Regions from separate parts of the Mus musculus genome. Here all the other regions are linked to region 2. A link is a contact called in public Hi-C and promoter capture Hi-C data. All regions are on one chromosome and are shown on one strand. The core of a region is the stretch at or near the end of the contact, and the rest is flanking DNA. Distances in the headings are between cores, read along the strand shown.

Region 1 (3,452 bases), core at 518-3,017, 110 kb after region 2:
GGAAACTGACTTAGCTTTCCTGGGCAAGTCACGTGTTTAGGGGAGATGGAACCACTAATCATCACTTGACCCTGTGACAGACCAAAAGTTGCCCTTTTCCCCCCACCCCCCGGGAAAAAAAACGAAAAGAAATGTACCAGCTAGAACAATGATGCAGACGCACAACCATGCTGGAGGAGACGGCAGACATGCCGTCGCCTTCCAGATGTCGGACATGATGGTGCACAGGCAACACAAAGAAGCCAAGAGATTCTGCTGCACACCCTGCACACTCGCTGGCTTGCTCTTTTCCTACATCCTTTCTTCAAGTGCTGGGAACTTTCTATGGCCATTCAGGGACTCAGAACAGAGAAGAGCTGAAGATCTGTCCATCACTTCTCTGTCTCTGAAATACAACTGCATAGTTGTAAGCAGCGACAGAGGCAGTGTGATTTGTCTGAATGCCTCCTGGTGCCCCACACACTCTGCACTTCACTACCTTGTGTATCACCAAGTCAAGCCTGGACCTAAAGGAGACTCTGCACACCCACTAAAATCACCTCCTGCTTCTGAATCATGCACAGAACCTGAGAGAAGCCAAAGCTGACTCCACTCAGGCCTCCTGTAGGACTGCTTCTATGCGCTTATCCTTGCTCACACTTCTACTGGTGGAAGGCTTCCCAAAAAAAAAAAAAAAAAAAAAAAAAAACGGATTCAGCTGTCAGACTTAGATTATCAGGGAATCTCTAAGATGAATGGGTCCTTTAAAAGAAAAGCCAAACTTGAGGTAATTACGTTCGAATTCTTTAATCACTTTTTCCAAGCTCAGGGGGAATTGTGGTGTTTCTCTGAGGAGTGTCTTCCACTATGCCACACAAATGCGCTGCAGGTTCCTCCTTCAGAGGGGTACCGAATAGAAGGGCGTCCCCTGCACAGTGTTCAGGAGTGTGCTTCTTGGCTTGTCCTTTTTGGATAGCAGAGGTTGTGTGTGAATGTGCAATTATCAATACAATTCTCATTTTGTCTCCTTTCTTCAACAATAAAGCAATAAGAAAAAGGAAGGGAGACGGGAGGGGGGCAGGAGGGAGGGGAGGGAGGAAGGGAGGGAAGGAGGAAGGGAGGGAGGGAGGGAAGGAAGAAGGGAGGGACACTTAAGTACTGAACATGGGTTTCATACCATACCAGCCTTAACAGACCTCATCTAAACTGCTCAGGGTCAGAGTATCTTGCATTCTAGAATATATATGCAGGCTTAATTAATTAAATATTCCTAATCAAAACCTCCTAAATATTCCAATACCCCAATGTATTGAGTGGTAGATTTCAGATTAGGGATCAGTCTACTCTGTACTATGGTAACTTGTTCATTTCCATCTCTGGGAAATTCAGACAAATGGGCCTTGGAATCCCTGTGAAACTGAAGTTCCACTGTATCCCACAGGGCTCTGCATACACTGTGTTGCTCATCATTAGGACATGATATGGTATCATGATAAGATAATGTAGCTGGTGCAGTTGGGGAATTAATTACAAGTAGACAATGTAGCTGGAAGCCATTCATTGTACAGCACTACTAGAACAGGAGCAATGGACAGAGATAATCACCAAGGCCACCCTGTCATAGACATCTGAGATAACTGAACACTAAATCGTCCATCAACCCAGGCCTTTGCATAGAGATAGAGCCCAAAATAGACAAGATTTAGCAAAAGCTTGGCCAGAGAGGTCACTGAGTGTACAAGAGAAAATCTAGCAAGCACTGAACTTTGTCCGTGCACCATGGGTCAGATATCACCCATGAAAACGTCAAAGAGCTTCTACCTCATGTGTGGTGGTTAGACAGGGAGAGAGGCAGGACATATGGCTGTTCAAGTGGACTGACCTAATCTCTAAAGGTATGCATTAATATAAAACTTAAGAGCCTGTGATAAGGGAGGTTAATCCAGGGTGTTTTACTGACTGCTTGGGTAAATAGCCCAGAAAGAAATCTTAACACATTTGACAATATTGGTGTCCTGCAAATAACATACTTCTGCATGCAAAGTGATAACATGAATTTGTATTGCTTCCTACAAAGGAAAAGGCCTGGTTCTGAAAGAGTTAAGAAAGACCAAAATTAGACACAGTTCATGTTAAAGGTTAGAAGAATAATCAGTCACTTGAAAAAACGCTACATAAACATTTTTCCGGATGCAATTTTCAGTCCAAGGATACATTTCCCAGTAGAAATCAACAGCTAAAAAGGAAATCATTTCGTCTCCGTAAGTGCCAAATTGTATCCTGATTTTCCCTGGCCTGGCTCAACTTTCAAAACCAGTGGTTCAACTTCTGCAATCTTTCACCCAATGGCTATATAAACACATCTTACAAGGCAGACATAATCCTTGGGTGGGCCAATTTATGTTGGATTATGAAAATACTTAAAATACAAAATCGTATAATGACTGTTGTCCTTCAGTTTTTCACTAAAGAAAGGGGGGGTGGTGGTGGAGACATTTAATAAAAGGCCTTGGTTTGCACACAGATAACGGACCACAATCACTTTCTTTTCTTTTTCTCCCCCTCAGAAGGTAAATAATACTAAAGGATGGTGTTCTGGCCTGGTGATGGTCTGGAGTTTATGAATACAGTTCTGATGCACGCAAGGCAGTCACCGGCACAACTGGAATGAGTTACGCTGCTTGCAACAGGCGAGGAAAAATTTCACCCTTGGAAGTATGCTGGATCTTCTGTACTTGGTCAGAGGTTACAGAAACATTAGTTTTAAGGATAAAGTAATCTTAAGTAAAAACCAAAAGATTCATTCAGAATTTATTACTGCTCCACTCCATACATATCCCACAATATACACGAGTCTCCATAGCACCAGCCCAGCAGAAGCTCAAGCCCCTAACTAGAGAAATCATAAATTCTGAACATTCATGCAAAGGTGAACTCTGTTTTTCTACTTCTTCCTTGAAATTCCAGAGATTTTAAGGCAGCTACGGAAGCACACAGAAAAGCTCACCCCCAGCATTAGATGGGGAGGGCAAGAATTTTAACTTTTCCTCCAATGGATAAAGCTATGTAAAGGAAGACGTTCTGGAAGTCTTTGGAGAGAGCACAGAATAAATCATAGCTGTGAGATCTGGAAAAGCTTGGTTGAACATAAAGAGAGTTTCACTTCTGTGCCTGTACATTTTGCCTTGGGGATAACGGATCTTCTCAGCCATTCACAGAACGATGCTGTAATGCCCCATCCTTAACCAGCAAAACTAAGAGTTGCATTTGCAACCGTGCATTTCATTAGCTGTTAACTGAGAATTTCATCAAATATCCATGAAACTATCATAAAAATGTCTTCAGCAACAATCACCAAGAGCTCCATCAAAGTAGAGAGCTCAACCAGCTGCATGAACTTTTGGGGAGTCGTGGTGCACCTCTATGAATGATCTTCCGATGCCTGAGAACAGAGAGTAGTGGCACTGAGGCAG
Region 2 (3,197 bases), core at 280-2,779:
CATCTCCGGATACCTCCGAAAGAACACATTCGAGGCGTTGGTAGTCCAGGCTAGCCTTAGAATACTGGAGGTAGCCAAGGTGCTCTTAAACTTCTGATCCTCCTGTCTCAGCCTCTCAAGTTCAAGGGCGATTAAGCATGAACCTCTGTGCCCAGATTCTAGAACCAGAAGCCTGCCAGGCTCTGGCCCAGCTGTGACCCCTGACTCAGGCATAGCTAGTTCAAACAAGAAGGTTCAATCTATTCCTGTGCATTTATGCGAAGACCAGCATGTCCACCCGAGATCATGAAGATGGTCCCATCCAACAGCACATCAGTTACCATTTTAGGTTTTGAAACTCGGGGGGAAAACATGCAGGGAAGAAATAAACAGCTTTTTTTTTTTTTTAATGTAATAACTGAAGAGTAATGAGGTTGGAAAACAGATGTGGACAGAGGGGAAATCTTGCTACAGTGTGGCCCACACAATCTGGGGAGGAATGATAAAAAGAAAAAACAACACAACTTTACAAGCTGTTTTGAGCCTGGAATTAAAAGGAGTAATCAAGCAAGGCTGCCTTATAAAGGGTCAAGGGGTAGCATCCTGCAGCGGAGAATAAGCAGAGCCCCTGCTCCTGGCCAGCTCAGGCCTCAGCCTGGGAAGAAAGGCTTCCCGGGGCAGCAGCTCTGCAGAGCAGATTCTTGATTCAGTGTTTAATAACTGCCATCTAACCTCCTTCCCCTGCCCACCCGCTCCCCAGGGAGGTACTTCCCTAATGGGTTAGCCCTTTTTAGTCTGGTTTTAGTCTCTGGCTCTTTATATTCTGAGTCGGGCAAGGGGGGGTGGGGTGGGGACCTCAGTCTATTCCTGTGACTTCCAGGCAAAATGTGTCAAATTAGATAAATGTGTCCGAGGCTGGGTTGCGAGCAGAGCACACTCACTCTTTCAATGGTCTCTTCCCACACCCCTTTCACCATGTCTGCCTCTCAGAGTCTATTCAAATGCATAAAACAATTCCAACTGAATCTTCACATGGGGTGTCTAGGGTTTTTTTGTTTGTTTGTTTGTTTGTTTGTTTTGTTTTTGTTTTTTTAAGCTTAGTATACATCACATTTGGGGAGCAACAGAGAGATGTGAATAGAGAGACCCCCAAGCCTGCCCTGTTTCTGAGGTTACCCACAGGAAGGCAACTCCCTTCTACGCCTGTGGCATTGTTTTGTTTATTACGCAGTGACTGTCAGGACACTTATCAGTTTACTAAACTGTGTTAGTCTGTACAGAGTGTCTCCCGACGTGGGGCTGTGAGAGAGCAGCCGTTGCAGTTGTCTGACTTGGCTTCTGAAAGCCTTCAACTACTGAAGTCCAGCCAGCATCTAATTTTACCCGTGAGTTCCAGGAGAGAAGAAAGCTGGTGGGAAGATTACAGAGTTCCTTGAAGCCCTGACCTACAACAGGAAGAGAGTTGTCAGCCGTCATGTCTCTCACCCTAAATTCCAAGGCAAACAACAGTGGCTGAACATTTTATAACACGTTCCCATTGTAAAATTGCATATTCCAGAAACCCGATGCTGGCTCCCTCATTTTCCATAGACCTCATGTAAGTACCAGCGCATGATCTTAAACTGAATATTTTTACTTGAGCTTTTCACTTCCAATTTGTCGAATGTACTTTGGCTTCTCTGACTTTCTTGTAAGGCGGTGGCAATCTGTTTTCACACTAACTCTTGTATGCATTCGGCTCATATCACTGAATTGGCGACCTGGGAATCTCTGAGGACACTGGTGTAAACGAATCACCACCGGGGTCTCAGGGGCTTTCTGTAAAGAGCGGGAGAAGGAGACTTTCCAGGTCTTTCGGCTCACCCGTCAGCAAGTTACTTCACTTCTCCTACACTCACCTGTGAAACGGGTGTATGAACAGCCGCGGCAGGGCAAATGTGAGGACTGATGACAGCCTACTTCGAGGGAGCTGCGCACAGTGCTTAACACAGAGAGGCATTGTCAAGTCTGTCCAAAGCAATGGGGAGAGTACCCACAGTCCTGCTCGGTGAGATGCCACAGTGGCACTCCTTTGGACAAAAGATGACCTCAAGTGCCCTAGAAGCACTAAGGGGATCAGCCAACAGGAGAGTTGGAGAGATAGGGGGTGTCTGGTGTCTACGGGAGATCTCCAACCTGATTGCCCTAGGCCAGGAATGGACAAGTGCCCACTCGAAGGCTGGTGCCCTTGGAACAGAACATGAGCCTCTTAGAAGTAGGTTGATGGAAAGGAAAAAACAAAATGGCTGGAAAAGTTCAACAGGTTCATTGAGCTCCAGATGCTAACCAACCTGCTTTCAGGGGTAGCACTTCCCATTGTTGCCAGAGACCGGTAAAGGACGGTAACAGACAACCTCAGCTTGGCCTGTGAGACAGATCACCTGGGCCCAAGCCCTGCAGCAATTACTGTGCTATGAAAGGCGGAGCTGGACTCTAATAAGTGAGAACAAAGAGCCAACCACCCTGGAACATTTAGCAGACCTCTGGGTCATTATCTGGCTCAGTTTCAGTGTTCTCAAATTCTGTGTGCTCTCGAGAAGAATGGAGATCCACAGATTAGTCCTCTGGGCACCCCTTATTATCCTCAGGTCCCTTCAAAATAAAAACACAAGTAAAAGTAAAACCCATCTAGCAGCTGCTACTACTTCAGCACTGACAGCATACTGGGTGCTACCTTTGCAAGAGGGAACCAGTTAGAAAGGGCTCAGATATAGAAAAGTGATATCCAGTACCAGCCAGGGAACAGCAAGGTTCTTTCTGGCACCCAAACAAGCTCTTTAGGAGAGAAGGGCTGTGCATACATAGACCCTTGGGTTTAAGAAGGAAACTCATCATCTAATCAGAAATGAAACAAGAATCCTCAAGAGCTCAAGGCTCATGGCAACATCTGTCAGTCTAGAATGGATTAATAAAATTACAAGGGATGGTAAAAATCTTATCTCAGAGGAATTACAAACACAAGTCCATATGCTACAACAGGATGGGACAGTCAGTGGTCAATATTTGGCCAGTGTTCTCTGTTTCCTCCCCTGTAAGACCAGAACACATGACAGAGGGCATATCCCAGGCCCATCACCCTTATTAGAAGGCCAGGGCGTAAGGAGTGAGCATCTTTCTGCTATAATACTTAATCCATTTTGTGATGTGTTCATGGGAATTTTGGGGAAGACCCTGCTGGA
Region 3 (3,428 bases), core at 23-2,522, 120 kb before region 2:
GAGTCGTACTGTTCAGGATCTCATGGCTAGAGGCAAAGGTTGGCTTTGAACTTCTCATTCAGTTTTCCTACTGAACATCTGCTTTGCAATAGATGGGCATCAAGTGACTGTTAGATTACCAAAGGTCTCATCCTATCCTCTGGTATGCCTTGAAGGTGCCGAGACTCTGGCTGGGGGGAGGCAACAAGTTGCTGGCTAAGGAAGAGATGCAAGACTGATGGGAACTGGGCAGGTTTCTATCCGTGTGCTCTTAAAAAGCGTATGTAGACTTATTCTGCCCGTTTGTCGAGCTGCTGGCATCTTTGGTACTTAGCTCCCCCAAATTTTCCCCACTCTGAGTGTGCCATTTGTTAGTGATCAGGTTTCCCCTCTTTACCCACGAGCATCCGACTCAAACCTGACTCAAACTCTGGTGGCTCACTTCTGAGTCCTTCTTACTTAGCATCTTCGGGAACTACTGAAGACCCAAAGCCTCCTCAAGACCTTTGGTTGTCTTGTAAGATTTAACCCTTGGTCCTCAAGTGCACTGGTCCCTGGTGCATACCTAACAGTCTCTTCGTGTGACCTTGAGGAGCTGAGGAGGTGGAGGTAGGAGCTGAGGAATGTCTTAGCCAACACTTACACCCAAGCTTGCATGGTTCAGTGGAGCTTCACACTCCAAAAGGGCCAGAGGCGTGTTTTCCAGTGCTCATAGATCCCAGCCCTGACTGTGTTTCCAAGAGGCCAGGAAAGCCAGAGGCAAGCGCCTTCCCTGTCCCAAGAAGAATCTGAGTCCAGCCAGGCACATCGAAGACCATAGCTTCTAGGAGCTGGCACTGCAGGGCAGCTCCAAGAGAAAAACCCACATTAAGTTTTGAGCTCCCTCGTCGGTGCCCGCAGTCGGCAGCCCACTCAAGTCCCTGGGCCTGGACCTACAGTGGATCTGAGATCCCTCTCCGTGCCCATTTCTCTGGACTCACTGCACCTTGGGCTCTGGCAGGGAGTGCTGGCCGGCTGCTTGACCGGGCCCTGTCCTGGAGCGCCATCTCGTGGGAACGTGGGGAGTTCCTGAGGCCTGGGACCTGGGAAGGCTCCCGAGTCCGGAGCAGCCAAGTGAGTTCGGGGTCCTTAGCCCATCAAACCCGATGGACAGACACGCACCCCAAGGGAGCCTAAAAGAAACTCGGAGGGGAAAACAGTCATCCGGGCACCAACACTTTCCCTGGTGGGTAACTTGTCTGCTCTCCAGAGGACGCGACACAATGCCCTGAGATCACCCGGAGCGCCCAGCCCCCTCCAACGCACGGGGTCGTTCTCCCCGCTGACTCTTGATCGTTGGCTGGACTCAGCCTACCGGGAGAGTGTTCCAAACTTCTCGGTCAAGGGCGGAGAGGCGGAAGGAGAATGGGAAAAGGAAACGAAGTTGGATTTAGGGTCGCTCCCAAGGTAGGAAGGAGGGCTCAGAGTTGCAATTCTGATCTCTCCCAAACCGTTCCCTCCGCGGCGGCCTTCACCTAGAGAAGCGGGGGGCGGGGCCAGAGCCCAGGCGGGGCGGGGCCCGAGCTCAGGCGGGACGGGATCGCTGTCGCGCCGCGGCGTGCTCCTCCCCGCGTCAGTGAATCCACAGTGGGCTGGGGAGGCTGAACCCGGTTCAACGCCCTCCAGGAGGACAGGGCCTTCTGCCGAGGCTCAGAAGCTCTGCACCGCAGCGGGAAGTTTGGAAGGAAGAAATGGCTCGAGGGTTCGGAAGCCTCGGATTAACCGCGTGGAAAATGCAGTGTCCAACATCTCGGAATCTATTCAGTTGCGCTGCTAGGGGTCTCACGAAGGCTCCAAATGCTGAATCTTCGAGTTCTCGGGTGTTATCACACCCAGTCCTAAACCAGCACAGTTCTCTAAGACCCCACACTCCCCATTGAGTCTCTTGGCGACACGCTTGGTCACCCACTTAACAGACCTCAGAGGCCCCTTGGTCACCCACTTAACAGACCTCAGAGGCCCCTTGGTCACCCACTTAACAGACCTCAGAAGCCCCTCGATACCCATCGCTCACACACTCCTCTCTGCTGACGGATTTGCCATCCAATGGCCCTGGTTGGGCAGGTCCTGAAGGGTTAAGGCAGCGGGTACACGGGCGCTTGAGCTAATTGGCGACCCCCAGAGACAATGAAGACTGGAAGGCTGGGAAGGCTGGTGGCTTAATTGGGCCTGGGAGTGGCCAGGCCTTTGTCTGGGACAAGGCCCAGCCCGTCAGCTGCAGGATTCCCCAAGCCGCACTTGGCCTTGCAGCTGGGGCCCAGCGGAGCACTGTAGTGGCAATCCCGGGAGGGGGGTGTGTACGGCCGAAAGCAGGGGAGCGGGAGGATTCTCCAAGCCGCGCTGCAGGCTCGGAAATAACACCAGACCCGAGTTGCTGCGGCCCTGCCCACCACCGCGTGTGCTGCCCCCTGGTGTCCGCAGGCCGAGGGGGCCCCACAGCCAAACTCTCGGCATTCTTTCCTGGTTGAAAGCGAGAGGCAGCAAGATGCCAGTGCACACGTTGCTTTGGGATTTTTTATTTTTATTTTTTACGGGGAGTTTCAACCCAAAGTGACCTCAAATAAACGTAGAGATAGGGAGAGACTCTATGCGAAGTAGGGAGGGACTTTCCTTGTTCCTGCTTGGTTCGTGAACCACATTGCCTAATCAGTCCAGGCGGAGCAGAACAGGGGAGCCATAGCTCACCTACGGTTGGGATGAGACCATCTACACACAGGCACGCACACGCACGCGCGCGCACACTCCACACTCTCTACCCAGGGAAACTTGAGGCAGCCCTGTCTCAGAGGAGTTGGACAAAGTTTTTTCCTTGTAAGTGTGTCAGCCCAGGAAGGTGTTCGGAGCATTAGGAGTTCCTGAAACTTTCAAGTCTACCTACATCTTCACTCTGCCCTTCAAATCATTGCTGATGTCCCCGGGCGAGTGGAAAGTCATACACGCCCCAGAGGTTCACAATGTCTAACAAGGCAATCTTTTGGGGTTGGACGTCAAAACCTCCTGGACTTAAAGGGATGAAGACGGGGTGCTCAACGACCACAAATCCAGAGACATGTAATCAGCTCCCGGAGGCACCTGCCAGCTGGATGAGGTTACTAGCTGTGGCCTTCTGGAGCGGCGTGGATGGGAGCTCTCCTTAACAGAGGGGGTCTTAGGGAAGCACCAGCCCAATGGGGCCAGTGGGACACAGTGGGACTCCCTTGAAAGTCGCCAGCAAGTTGATGCAAGGAGGGGATCGAAGATAAACAAGCTGTAAGGAGGGATTTTTAGGCCAGATTTTCCCAGCACCCCAAGCACCGAGTGATTCCAGAAGGCAGAGTGATGGGACAGAATTCTGGAGTTGGTGGTACTGAAGAAAGTTGGCCACTACCTCCTCCCCAACACACACACACACACACACACACACACACACA

The links. Promoter capture Hi-C pulls out the DNA fragments that hold promoters and counts their contacts. A called contact is a pair of places that touch in the nucleus more often than the background predicts.
Region 1: a contact with region 2 is called in a promoter capture Hi-C map of liver, with 2.1 times the contacts expected there. The contact joins the enhancer-like site here to the promoter of Bcas3os1 in region 2. A contact is called at or near these places in 3 of 39 promoter capture datasets (cranial neural crest and liver), 1 of 15 datasets of contacts at CTCF or cohesin (the NIH/3T3 cell line), 1 of 484 Hi-C or Micro-C datasets (nephron progenitors) and 2 of 115 datasets of contacts at active chromatin or transcription factors (bone marrow-derived macrophages and fibro-adipogenic progenitors).
Region 3: a contact with region 2 is called in a Hi-C map of 8-cell embryo, with 2.0 times the contacts expected there. The contact joins the enhancer-like site here to the promoter of Bcas3os1 in region 2. A contact is called at or near these places in 20 of 39 promoter capture datasets (the 3T3-L1 cell line, 3T3-L1-derived adipocytes, the C10 cell line and 11 more), 6 of 15 datasets of contacts at CTCF or cohesin (embryonic stem cells, large pre-B cells, pro-B cells and 1 more), 61 of 484 Hi-C or Micro-C datasets (8-cell embryo, the BV-2 cell line, ECoMG myeloid progenitors and 27 more), 24 of 115 datasets of contacts at active chromatin or transcription factors (the HPC-7 cell line, bone marrow-derived macrophages, cardiomyocytes and 9 more) and 1 of 9 other capture datasets (embryonic stem cells).

The regions. Positions count from the first base shown.
Region 1 is chr11:85,612,031-85,615,482 of GRCm38.p6, reverse strand. The region is part of intron 22 of Bcas3 (breast carcinoma amplified sequence 3); the gene reads right to left. Among named protein-coding and RNA genes, the nearest start is that of Bcas3os1, 110 kb to the left of the region's middle. Within about 2 kb of position 1,767, at least 4 of the 459 cell types and tissues checked have an H3K27ac peak or open chromatin away from gene starts, as enhancers often do. A contact at or near this core is called in liver, where this site is marked.
Region 2 is chr11:85,718,076-85,721,272 of GRCm38.p6, reverse strand. Bcas3os1 (breast carcinoma amplified sequence 3, opposite strand 1) reads left to right here and starts at 1,529. Exons shown (of 6, transcript NR_045875.1): 1 at 1,529-1,576. The region is part of intron 22 of Bcas3 (breast carcinoma amplified sequence 3); the gene reads right to left. RefSeq lists an enhancer at 1-3,197.
Region 3 is chr11:85,842,410-85,845,837 of GRCm38.p6, reverse strand. No RefSeq gene overlaps it. Among named protein-coding and RNA genes, the nearest start is that of Tbx2, 12 kb to the right of the region's middle. Within about 2 kb of position 1,272, at least 171 of the 459 cell types and tissues checked have an H3K27ac peak or open chromatin away from gene starts, as enhancers often do. A contact at or near this core is called in 8-cell embryo, ECoMG myeloid progenitors, the HPC-7 cell line and 17 more, where this site is marked.